Linked DNA regions of Gossypium hirsutum: all the other regions are linked to region 3. A link is a contact called in public Hi-C data. All regions are on one chromosome and are shown on one strand. Each heading gives the region's core, a stretch centred on a gene start, on an enhancer-like site or on the middle of the called end of the contact. The rest is flanking DNA. Distances are from core to core; before and after follow the strand shown.

Region 1 (4,150 bases), core at 60-2,559, 210 kb before region 3:
AAATTTTCTAGAAAAATATGAGATGATAGTCATGGAAGAGGGTAGAAAATGAGAAAAGAAAGCGATTATGATTGAAAACGTGTCAACATTTATAAAAGGTTCTACATCACCGAAAGTCAAAAATGGCAATGTCCTGAATTGGCGTTCAAACCCAGTTGTAAACAACAATACAGGAACTTTCAGGGTTTCACATTTGAACATGTATTGAGAAATTAATTAATTATTCTAAAGAAATTAATATTGGGAAATTATTAAAGGAACGACTATTATATATATATATATATATATATCTAACAGTTCAACAATATGAATGGAATCCGATTATTATTGAAGCGAAACAATTAATTTTAATAAAATATCGAAACAATTTAATGCGTAGATATAGTAAATTATAATTGAAATATTAAAATAAAATCGAAATTAAAGTTTTTTTAAATAAAATTATTATTTTCAGTATTAATTGCAGGTTTACATTGAAGTGTATCTAGAGTTCAATCGGTTCAGTAATTGGATAAAATGAGTTTGGATCAGCAGGCTCGAATCAACTGTCGAAAATCGTTAGATTACTAAAAGATTTCATTGATGAAATTAAGCAAATAAAAACTTATCAACTTAATTTTAGTTTTATATGTAAACCTTTAAATTTTAAAGCATCAATCAACAAAATTTATGAAAGCTATAAGGCTCAATTATAGATGCAGGATCCTTTATCCCAAAAATTGGTAAACTTCCAGATTTAGTCCCTTAAAATTGAAAAAGTATTAAGTTAATAGAATAGTAAAATTATATTTTGATCTTTCAATTTTTTTTTGCTTTCGCCCCTTTAATCACACAAAACAAAAAAGAGGGAAAATCTGAGGAAAATCTGAAGAAACTTCAATTTATCACTACACTTCTCTTTTCTTGTTATCTTCCAAAATCAATTAAGACCCAGAAACTAAACAGAGTTGAAAGTAAAAGGAAAAAGAAAAAAAAACAAAGGATCTTATTGATACCTTAGTTTATCTGCCATGGAATCGGAAGACGACCGATTTGAGTTGCAGAAACGAAGAACAAAACCCTTTCGGAAAAAGAATTACAGAGAAAAGCAACAGGTTTAAAGGAAAAAATGCAATACAAAGAGATGGACTGAATAAATATTGAAGAAGATAGAAGGGGAGAGACAGTCAAAGTAAGGAATGGAAATGGAAATCTGTGTAAAAGTTTCAAAGGAAGGCTGCGCCACTTCCTTTGTTAATAGGAAGGATGAACGAAGTCGTTGAAACAAAGAATCTCAGCAATTAAACAATTAAAAAATGAAAAATAAATCGGAACGCGGTACCCAGTGTTTCAATTTATTACCTACCCTTGGACTCTAAGCACATCACTATCAATCAAATTAAAAAAAAAAAAACCTTAATCGTAGGTTAATCTAGTGTCATTTTATTTATCCTGATTGAATCCAAATATTTTATTAAACATTAACTATAAAGCATGTGATTTTATGTTTTCAATTTTTACAGGCTTAGACTTTAACATGATAAATTAGGTTGTTTCGGGGAGGAATTTACTTCCCAACTTCACTAATCCGTTTGAAACGTTCAAAACAATTAAAAGAACACACACAAAATGAGTAAATGCTTAAATTTTTTGAGGAGTAAACTATATCCAAGGTTACTAAATTATTAGTAAGTTTACGTTTTAGTCACTAAACTTTAAAAAGTTATAAAATAATCACTGAACTGTTTGAAAATATTCATTTAAATCACTGAGCTATCAAGATTTAAAAAAAAAGAGTCAAACTAGACAACTTCAAGCGACAATTCAACAATCAATACAGTGGGTCAGTACCCATCAACAAGTAGAAGGATATACTTTAGATCCAAGTCAATCGGACGGTCATATCAGAGATAGGAGAAGAAAACTGTACTGTAAAAGAGAATGAGAAAGAGAGCTTTTAATTGGTACAGGCGGTGTGAAAAGAAAAGGCCATAGAACAATGATTTTAATAATCAAATTACTTAAATCAAAACTATCGAATAGTTCGATGACCATTTTGTAATTTTTTGAAGTTGAGTAACCAACACTATTATAGGTTTGGAGCAAACAACTTGTACGCAATTCTCACACTATGATGGAAATTGATTGTCCTTTGGCTGAAGTCTTTAAACCAATCTTAAGGATTGATTATTTTGTATTAAGGAAAGTTAAGTCAGTTGAAGTTAGTTGTTAGTTAAAGAAGTTGTTAGCAATTAAAGTTGGTTAAGGTTAGTTGTTAGCTCAGTTCATTTCATTGTATAAATATGAGGATGGAAGCCTTGTATTGTTGAAGATTTACTCAATTAATAAAGTGAGTAAACTGATTTCTTCTTCAATTTTTGTTTATGGTATTATTGTTAATCTGTTCATGGTATCAGTGCCAGTTTATTTTTTGGTTTTCGTAGCTTTGAAGGTCAGGCATTCATTGTTCCAGAGGTAGTGTTTGGGAATGGTCATTCATCTATAGATGCATGAATGCAAGAAAGGTTCCTTGTGTCACCAAGTATGGCTAGTTTAAGTGGATTAAACAATCGGATTCAACAGTTCCCCAAGCATGATACTGTTAAGCTTAATGAGAAGAATTTTCTCTTATAGAAACATTAGATTATGCTCATTATTGAAGGTTATGGGTAGAAAAGGTATGTGTTGGGTCCTTCTTTTGATATTTCTCAGTATACAATAGGTCCAGATGGTGTTCTTATGGACAATCTAGAGTTCTTGCTTCATAAACAACAAGATAAACTCTTGGCTTCATGGTTACTATCTGCTATATGTGATGATATTCTTGTGCATCTAATAAAAGCTACTACGAGTATGGATATTTGGCTAACAGTGGAGAGAAGGTTTGCAACTAGATCCAGTTTTAAGCTATTTAGCTTAAAACATATGCTATACTTTTAAAAGAATGAGCAATTGTCTATTAAAGATTACATGTCTAAGATAAAGTAGATGTGTGATGTGTTGGCTGCAGTTGGTAATGGTGTTCTGATCAAGAACAAGTCAGTATTATTCTTGTTGGTATTCTAGTAGAATATGAGTTAGTTTGAGCAGTTGCTTCTACTACTAGTGTTTCACTTGATTTCCTTGATGAGTTGCTGGTAAATTGTGAGTCCAGGCAACTTGATTTTGTAGCTAACCTTCTTATGCAAGCCAATGTAGTTCAAAAGAGGGAAGGTGGTTTTGATCAGTTTAAAGATTCTAGTTCTGTTTTTAATAGAGGTGGCAAATTAAGAGGTACAAAAGGTTTCTTTCGAGGACAAGGATCAAGAGAACGGTTTTCTAATAATCGTCCTCAATGTCAACTCTATAGACATATTGGTCATGTGGTGCAAAAGTGCTACTATCATTTTGATGAGACTTTTTAGGAGATGCAGGGTTAGTTTTCCAAATAGATGCTAACTGTCATCAGTTTCATGGTGATAGGCAAGTGTCTCAGTCTTGTGGAGGATGCCTTCATTCTCAACCGACATATTATCAGTGTTGTGCCTCGCCTCAGGTTCAAACAATATTTCCTTCAAAATCAGAATGTAACATTGTTGTTGCAGGTCCTGGTGCTTGTGCTGGACAAGTCTAGTATCCAGATTCTGGAGCTACTCATTATGTAACTAGTGATATCTCCAATCTGACTGATGCTGCAGTTTATACAAGTACTGGTCGATTAACTATGGGAAATGGTGCTAGTTTACCTATTGATCATGTAGTTTTTTCAACTCTTATGTTTGGAAAGAGAGCTCTCCATCTCAAGCATGTTCTTCATGTTCCTAATCAGTGTAAAATTTTTTTGTCAATTGTTCAGTTTGCAAAAGATAGCAATGTTTTCTTTGAATTTTATCCATTCCATTGCTTTGTGAAGGATTTATAGACAAAGGAAACTTTATTAATGGGGCACATTCATAAAGGGTTGTACAGATTTGTAGCTGATTGTCAACAACACTTTGCTGCTAGAAGTGCTTTCAGTAGCCTCCCTATGAGATCGTTGAACAATGTTGAGTTCTCTTTCAGTACTGATGCTGATTTATAGCATAGAAGGTTGGGATATCCTTGTCAAAGATTGCTTCAAAGTGTTATTCAAACTTGTAATATTTCTTTTCAGAAGAATAAAGTTGTCTCTGTTTGTTCAGCTTGTCAGCTT
Region 2 (3,840 bases), core at 421-2,920, 180 kb before region 3:
GATGCACATGACATCCATTGATCTATTAACTGGATTTTTAGTAAGTAATATATGGGCACTATAGCAAAATAGGTTTTTAGTGGCGTTTATAGCGGTGTTTGAATAAAAAACGCCGCAAAAGATCAAGTATTAGCGGTGCTTTTCAAAAAGCGCCGCAATAGATCAAGAATTAGCGGCGCTTTATGTAAAACACCGCAAAAAAGTTGAGCAAAACGACTTCGTTTTTTGTTGAGCTTTATTGGCTTTAGTGGCGCTTTTTAAAAAACACCGCAATAGATCGAGCTTTAGCAGCGCTTTCTGAGAAACGCCGCTATAGATCAAGAATTAGCGGCGCTTTATGTAAAACGCCGCAAAAAAGTTGAGCAAAACGACTTTGTTTTTTGTTGAGCTTTATTGGCTTTAGTGGCGCCTTTTAAAGAACGCCACAATAGATCGAGCATTAGCGGCGCTAACTGAGAAACGCCGCAATAGATTGAGTTTTAGCGGTGCTTTCTGAGAAACGCCGCTATAGATAAAGAATTAGCGGCGTTTTTTGTAAAATACCGCAAAAAATTTGAGCAAAACGACTTCGTTTTTTGTTGAGCATTAGTGGCATTAGCGGCGCTTTTTCAACAAACTCCGCAATAGATCAAGCATTAGCGGCATGTTTTTAGAAACATCGCAAAAAATTTGAGAAAACGACGTCGTTTGTTGTTGAGCTTTAGTGGAATTAACGGCGTTTTTGATAAAAATGCCGTAAAAAATAAATTTATTTTAGGGTTTAGGGATTAGTATTTAAGGTTTATTGTATATGGTTTAGGGTTTTAAGGTTCATGATATAATGTTTATTATTTTGGTATTAAAGTTTTGAGTTTAGGGTTTATGGTATATGTTTAGGATTTAGGGTTTAAAGTTTAGGGTTTATGATTTGGTGTTAAGAGGTTAGTGTTTACGACTCATAAGACTTAGAAGTTTAAGATTTTAGGGTTTGGTGTTTATGGTTTAATGTATAGTGTTTATGGTTTAGGGTTTATGGGTTTTAGGATTTAGGATTTAAGGTTTTATGGTTTTAGGATTTAATTACTTTTGTGATACCAAATTCAAAAAAAAAATTTGTTTTTTACTTCTTTTTATGTTATAATATATATATACAAGATTTTAGGTTCTAAGTGACATGATTGCTTAATTTATTGACTCGTAGCATATATATTATGATGACATTTGATAATTGTGTTATTTACTTTTGTTTTTTCACTTAAAAATAGAATATAATTTTAAAATTATAATACATTATTTGAATAATATCAGTAATTTATAAATTTGAATATTTAAAATACTTAAATTATACACTCTCTAAGATTTATAAAATTTATAAAATTTTAACAATTAAAAATAATGTCATATTAATGTATCAAATTTTAATTTTATAAAACTATTAAAAATTTGAAATTTTTTAAATAATATTATTTTAGACATATATATATTTAAAAAGTCAATCATTAGCGGCGTTTCTCTGAAAAACACCGTAAAATATAAGCAATAGCGGCGTTTGGACTAAAAATGCCGTGAATATGTATTAAAAATTAAACAAAACGACACCGTTTCAGTGCAGGAATTTAATTTATTAATGACGTTTTTGCTGAAACGTCGCAAAAGTTATAAAATTAGTAGCGTTTTTTTAAGCGCTGCAAATGTTGCAATACTAAACGGCCTCGTTTTCTTCCACAAATCAGTTTTCTTCCACATTCCCGCTCCCAACCCCTAATTCCCCTTCCGAATCCCTAATCAGTCATTCACAGAGACGACTTGTTTCGGTTCTTCGATTTTTGTTTCTTCGATTCTTCATTTGGTTTATTTACTTAAAAAGAAAAGATTTGTTTCGGTTTCTTGTCAACATTCATACGAAGACAGAGAAGACGAAGAAGGAAAAGAACATTCCCATTCTGTTTTTTGGTCAAGCTTCAATCAGGTTCTTTTTTTTTTTGCATGTTTCAACTTTGGGTTTTTCATGTTTTTGTGATTTTTTTGTTTATATTTTGTTGTTGACCTTGAAATGTAGTCAAATCGTCTTTGATTTTAGGGTTTTTGATCCCTACAAACATTCTCATTTCACCCTTTTACTCGTGGAATCCGTTCCGAAGTGCTTTCATTTCTCTTCATCTTCCTCAAGTTACTGTTTTCTTTTCCCTTAATTCAAGTTTTGGAGTTGGATTAGGGTTTTAGTTTGAATCCCTTTTTGATTCACACTGTACTGTTAGTTTAAAAAAATGGCTTGTTACGTTGGCTTATTAGGAATTGCTGTTGTAATTTAGCAATTTGGTTGTCTTGTTATGTTGTCTGCTAGTGTACTGAGATGAATTTGATGCTAAAATTTTATCTTAATTTTGGGTCTGTAAGGGTGCTTGTTGTATTTGTTTTTATTAGTTTTGTTTTGACAACACTACTTTATTAATAAACTTATTTTGCTTTTCTAAAGCATGATACGTTTGTTTTTCAATCAGGTAAGCAGAATTTTAATTGCTCATATGTATACGTATCAGTGAATTATGAAGTTTGGTATTTTTTGTTATGCTAAGTTCTTCATGTTTTGGGTCTGGTTTAATTTTGGTATGGTAAACTAGTTCTTAGTAAATGGGTTAGATTATGAGTTGATTGATGTAAGATTGTGTGCTGCTCCCAGGAAAGAAATTATTCTGTGCTTGGTAGATATTTGGCTGTTTAGATACTACTTGAAATTTTTATTGATCAATTTAGTATTCAATACTGAAACTTGGCTTAACAAATTGAATTCAATCCTGTGTAAGTATAATGTGGGTAAACTTTGAAGCATGCTACTGAAACAGATGACTAGTGACCTTAGGTTTTCGGAAACATCAAAGTATGTATTTATGTATTATGTATGTATACCTTGGTATCTGACTTTCATGTATTATAGGACTCTGTTTTGTTTAAATAAGTAATGCTTTTTTACATTTTGCTTGGCTTTTCATAAATTTTTTTGTTTATCTAACAAACAAATTTCTACTTAAACTGGCTGAAGCACGTGAAAAATCCTATTTGCACACTCTTGTAAATATTAGATCCTTATATGATCAATTTCAAAGGTTTGACCCTCACATAAACAATCCCTAAAAAGTTGGATTTAATTTCAGCATTTAACCTTAAATTTACTTGAAAACTATTTATGAACTTTATGTGTATAATTTAAGACTACATTTTAATCTTTTAACAATAAGGATTGCATTAAATCTAAAGTCGAATTAGATCAGATACTGTTCAAGAGGCAAGCTGTTCATGCATTGTTTTTTCGTTTAAAATGATAAACTCAAATCTAAAACCTTAGTTAGGAGATATCAAATTTTTTACCATTTCACTCCATGGGTTGCAAAATATTTACAGACTAGGAAAGTTGTAACTAGAAAAGTTGGATCTAAAGCGTATGAGTAATTTGAGAATTATTTGAACAAGTGGAATACCAGGAAAGAGATTCTAGTTTTAACTATTCCTATGCAATTTTAAAAATAATTACATATATTATATTTTAAATATTAAAACCTATATTTTTAATATATAACCTATATTAAGTATGGATATATAACCTATATTTCAAATTCATTACTAATAACTTTTTAAATTTTAAAAATAATTAAAAATATTATATTTTAAATATTAAAACCTATATTTTTAATATATAACGTATATTAGTATGGATATATAACCTATATTTCAAATTCATTACTAATAACTTTTTAAATTTTAAACATAATTATTTATTTTATATTTTAAATATTAAAACCTATATTTTTAATATATAACCTATATTAGTATGAATATATTACCTATATTTCAAATTCATTACTA
Region 3 (3,930 bases), core at 422-2,921:
AATTGAATCGTCGATTTTACATAATTATGTTAAAGGAGTAGATGGTACCTTTCATATTGATCTGAAATTGCCCCTTTAATCGGTGGTTTTGTAGGTCCATCGAAAACATCATGTTGAATAATGATGATGATAAGTGCATGTAGGCAGATGGGTCCAACCTAAAAGCTGAGTTCCATTTGACTAAACCCCCTTTCATCGCTGTGGCTTAGATTTGGAGACACCATCACTATCACTGCCTTCTTTCAAACCCCACAAAACACCAAAGTTGAGCTTTTTACGAAACAAATTGATACATGGAAGATTTGGAATATGCGGAAAAATAACCCTTTGGATAATTAAGGGTAATGGTTATATAAATATGTTTAAATGAAGATAAAATCTTTCAAAATAATCAAATAAGGGTTAAATCTTTTCGCGAAAGTGTTGAAATAAAAACTTCTTAAATATCGTATATTAAATTTTAAATTATGTTCTTTTCAAGTTATATCTGATTCAAGTGTTTTGTTTTATTCTAAATACGTCAATCTTTACATAATTTTTTACAAATTAGGTTGAAGTGAATAAAAAACTTTCGCGTGAGCCGTGCAAAAGGTTGAATCCTATTTTGAACATTTATCCAATAATAAATGAATAAAGTATTTATATGTAAAAATAATATCAAATCTTGTAATAGAGGTGAGTTTGCCTATAATATACCTCTCGCTGATTCAAGCTACTCAAATCGACCTAAAACAAGTCCAACCCAAGTTACAAGACAACCTAGGAGAAAAATACACCAACCCCATGGCCACCAATTAGCACAATAGACAAAAGAAATCAAAGTTGAGCCCCAAAATATAAGCACTACAAAGACATGCATGAGTGAGTGGAGAACTGTAATGAAATGTAATTGATGGAGACTGCAATAATGCATTTGCATGGATGTGTCTGCATGCGCCACCAGACAGGAAATGTACTCACTCCTACCCCCAACAAGATACGATTGTACGATCAAAATACAAAAGATTTTAATCGCAATTATAATACAAAGCATACACAAATGTAAAAAAAATATACAAATTAACAAATCTAGTCCCCCATAACTCCCAAGTTTTGCTAAACTTTAAATAATGAAAGGAAATTCAAAGTGGGCAGACTTTTAGCTTGATGGTTACAAAGTATATAGCTGACACAAAGAACATATTGGGAAGTGAGAAAGAACTTTGAAAACCCAGAATCAACTGTATTTCACATTTATTCCTATGCATACAAACTACAGTAAAAGAATAACACAGACCACTACCTATATTTCTCTATAAATTTAACACAGATATGGAAATAATAATAACTAAAGTTTTAGATAACTCGTGTAATCATATAAAAATATTTAGATTGTTTTTTTATTTATATAAAATAATTTAAATTTTGATTTATTTGTATAGTTATGGTTGCTTGTTAGTATTGCGTAACCAAAATACCAAAAAAAAAAAAACACCGCGATAAAAACAACTTTTGTAGTTGAAATCATAATTTCAAAAGCAAAATAAGAAAATGGAATCTTTGAAGTTTAAAAATGTTGTTTCACACAAAGTGACTTTATTATTCTTCATTAAAACATACATTTCTAAACTTTATCTTCTCGATTTTCTGCCAGCTTTGCTAAACTCACCCTCACTATTTATATCACCACACCCACATTAGCAGAACTTTGAGAAAACCCCATTTCTCTGCTTTCTTTTTTAATAAGCCAAGCTGTCGGGACATCAGCACCAAGACATTAGAATATCTGTAAGAGAATAACAAGAAGTGGGAATTGTTTTATTTATTATTTTCTGCCATTCTTGGATGTTTTCGAGACCTTCGAAAAATGGTGTGAAGGATAGAAGCACTCGAGAAAGCTTTTCTTACAATGTTGATCTTATGTCGGATCAGATGTCCCCATTTTGATCACAGAATAAGACGACTCAACCCATGTTCAAGCATGGCTTCTTGCTCTCGTAAAACCTCACCAATCATTCATGCTTTTGTAATTTTTCTTCTTGTTTGTTCTTCTTCAATTTCTCCCGTTTACTCATCGGAACCCCATAATCTCCATGCGAGAAATCGAACTTTCCGACCGGATAAAGAGCTACAAAAGTTGAAATTCATAAGACAACGTCTCAACAAGATCAACAAGCCAGCAGTAAAGACAATTCAGGCAATTTAATCTAGTTTTTGCCTTGAGGTTTTTTCTTTTTATCTTTTATCAGACATTGGTTTCCAAGATCTCCAACATGTTTTTGTTTATGGTTTTGGTGTTGCAGAGTCCTGATGGTGACACTATAGATTGTGTTTTGTCGCATCATCAGCCTGCCTTCGATCTTCCTCAACTCAAAGGACAACGACCATTGGTAATTAAATAATATTTTAGTTGCACGATATTACAGTACATGGTTATGTTACAGTGTTTATCGTCGTTATTTATTGTAATTAAAGGGAAAACATCCATTGGTCCACAAATACTAATTGAACAGTTTTTTTTTTCTATTGTTGAAATATGTGCAGGATCCACCGGAGGGACCTAGGGTTTATGAAAGAGATGGGGTGATGATGACGGCGGAAGTAGAAGAAGAAGAAGAAGGAGAAGAACATGTTCAGCTATGGAGAATGTCAGGTGAAACATGTCCGGAAGGAACAATTCCCATCAGGAGAACGACGGAACAAGACTTGTTAAGGGCTAGTTCTGTAAGAAGATTTGGAAGGAAACCAAGACGACGTGTTAGAAGAGATTCAACCAGCAACGGCCATGAGGTAGGTGTCTTCAAAATTACACTTTTAACAAAAACTGCCATGCCTAAAAAAATATCAAATTTTATCTAAGCAATGTTTCCATTTTTTCTTAAAAAAAACAATTATTCATAAGGTACTGTTTTTATTTTGTTAGAAAAATATGAACTTTTTGTCCCACAGAAGTAGGTGAAAAAAATGAAAAAGCAATTGGAATAGCGTTCAAAATCGAAAGGAACCAATATCAAGAAAGTAGTCAAAAGTGGATTGTAAAACGGCCCTACTTATTTATTTTTATTACCAAAGACTTCAGTCTCTTATGCCAACATAGACAACCTTGTATTTTGTACATACATTTCTTTGGGGTAGGCTAACAGATTTTTAGTAAAAATCCTTTAAAATAAATTTAGATAATTAAAATCTTTGAGTGCTTGCATCACATAATTAACTCACAGAGTATATTCTTTTTACAATTTTATATTTAATTTATTGATACCGTATAAAGACATATTATAGTTATATACTTATAAATGATGTGTCTTTATATATAAATGTAAACTCATTTTTCTTTCTTTAAAGCATATAAACTTTTTTTTTAAGAACATTTGTATCAAATAAAAACACAAATATGAAATATCCTAGTAGTAGAAGATTAGATTATGGGACAAAAAATAAACCCCAATTCAAAGTCATCATTCTCTTCAACTTGCACAACCTAAAAAGTATTTCGGGACTTTGCATAATCTATTTATTAAAGCTCCTATAATATAATTTTATGCTCCTATCTTGATTACGCCTAATTTCTTTGTTACACAAAGGGTCCTTTTATATATAATAATCGCATTGTAAGTTAAGGGGTCCCTGCCTAGAATAGGATGGTTTAAACTAGCAAAACTCTTTTCTAGATTGAAAAAATTATGATCAAATCGATATAATTCTCTTACTCTTTGATGTAATGTATGGAATTGTAAAAACTGATTTTTGTTAACTTTTTCCTCTTTAACATCCTAGGTTTACTTTAAAAACCTTATATCCCCACATATTTAAACATTAATATTATAACATAATTTTTAAAAATATAGGGAAAAACTTTAAAAACAATTAAGTAATTACATTTTATGCTTATTTGGAAATCCGAAATAAGATGGTGGTAATAATAAAGGTATATGGTTACAGCATGCAGTT

The links. A called contact is a pair of places that touch in the nucleus more often than the background predicts.
Region 1: a Hi-C map of leaf shows a contact between it and region 3, with 1.5 times the contacts expected there. The contact joins the promoter of LOC107903843 here to the promoter of LOC107903847 in region 3. A contact is called at or near these places in 2 of 34 Hi-C or Micro-C datasets (both in leaf).
Region 2: a contact with region 3 is called in a Hi-C map of leaf, with 1.7 times the contacts expected there. The contact joins the promoter of LOC107903845 here to the promoter of LOC107903847 in region 3. A contact is called at or near these places in 2 of 34 Hi-C or Micro-C datasets (hypocotyl and leaf).

Annotation. Positions count from the first base shown.
Region 1 is chrD05:39,999,798-40,003,947 of Gossypium_hirsutum_v2.1, reverse strand. It overlaps LOC107903843 (cysteine-rich receptor-like protein kinase 2), which reads right to left and starts at 1,309. Exons shown (of 8, transcript XM_016830011.2): 1 at 996-1,309.
Region 2 is chrD05:39,966,067-39,969,906 of Gossypium_hirsutum_v2.1, reverse strand. LOC107903845 reads left to right here and starts at 1,670. Exons shown (of 5, transcript XM_041092869.1): 1 at 1,670-1,948.
Region 3 is chrD05:39,785,599-39,789,528 of Gossypium_hirsutum_v2.1, reverse strand. LOC107903847 reads left to right here and starts at 1,671. Exons shown (of 7, transcript XM_016830015.2): 1 at 1,671-2,176; 2 at 2,283-2,369; 3 at 2,524-2,769; 4 at 3,922-3,930. The coding sequence starts at 1,889.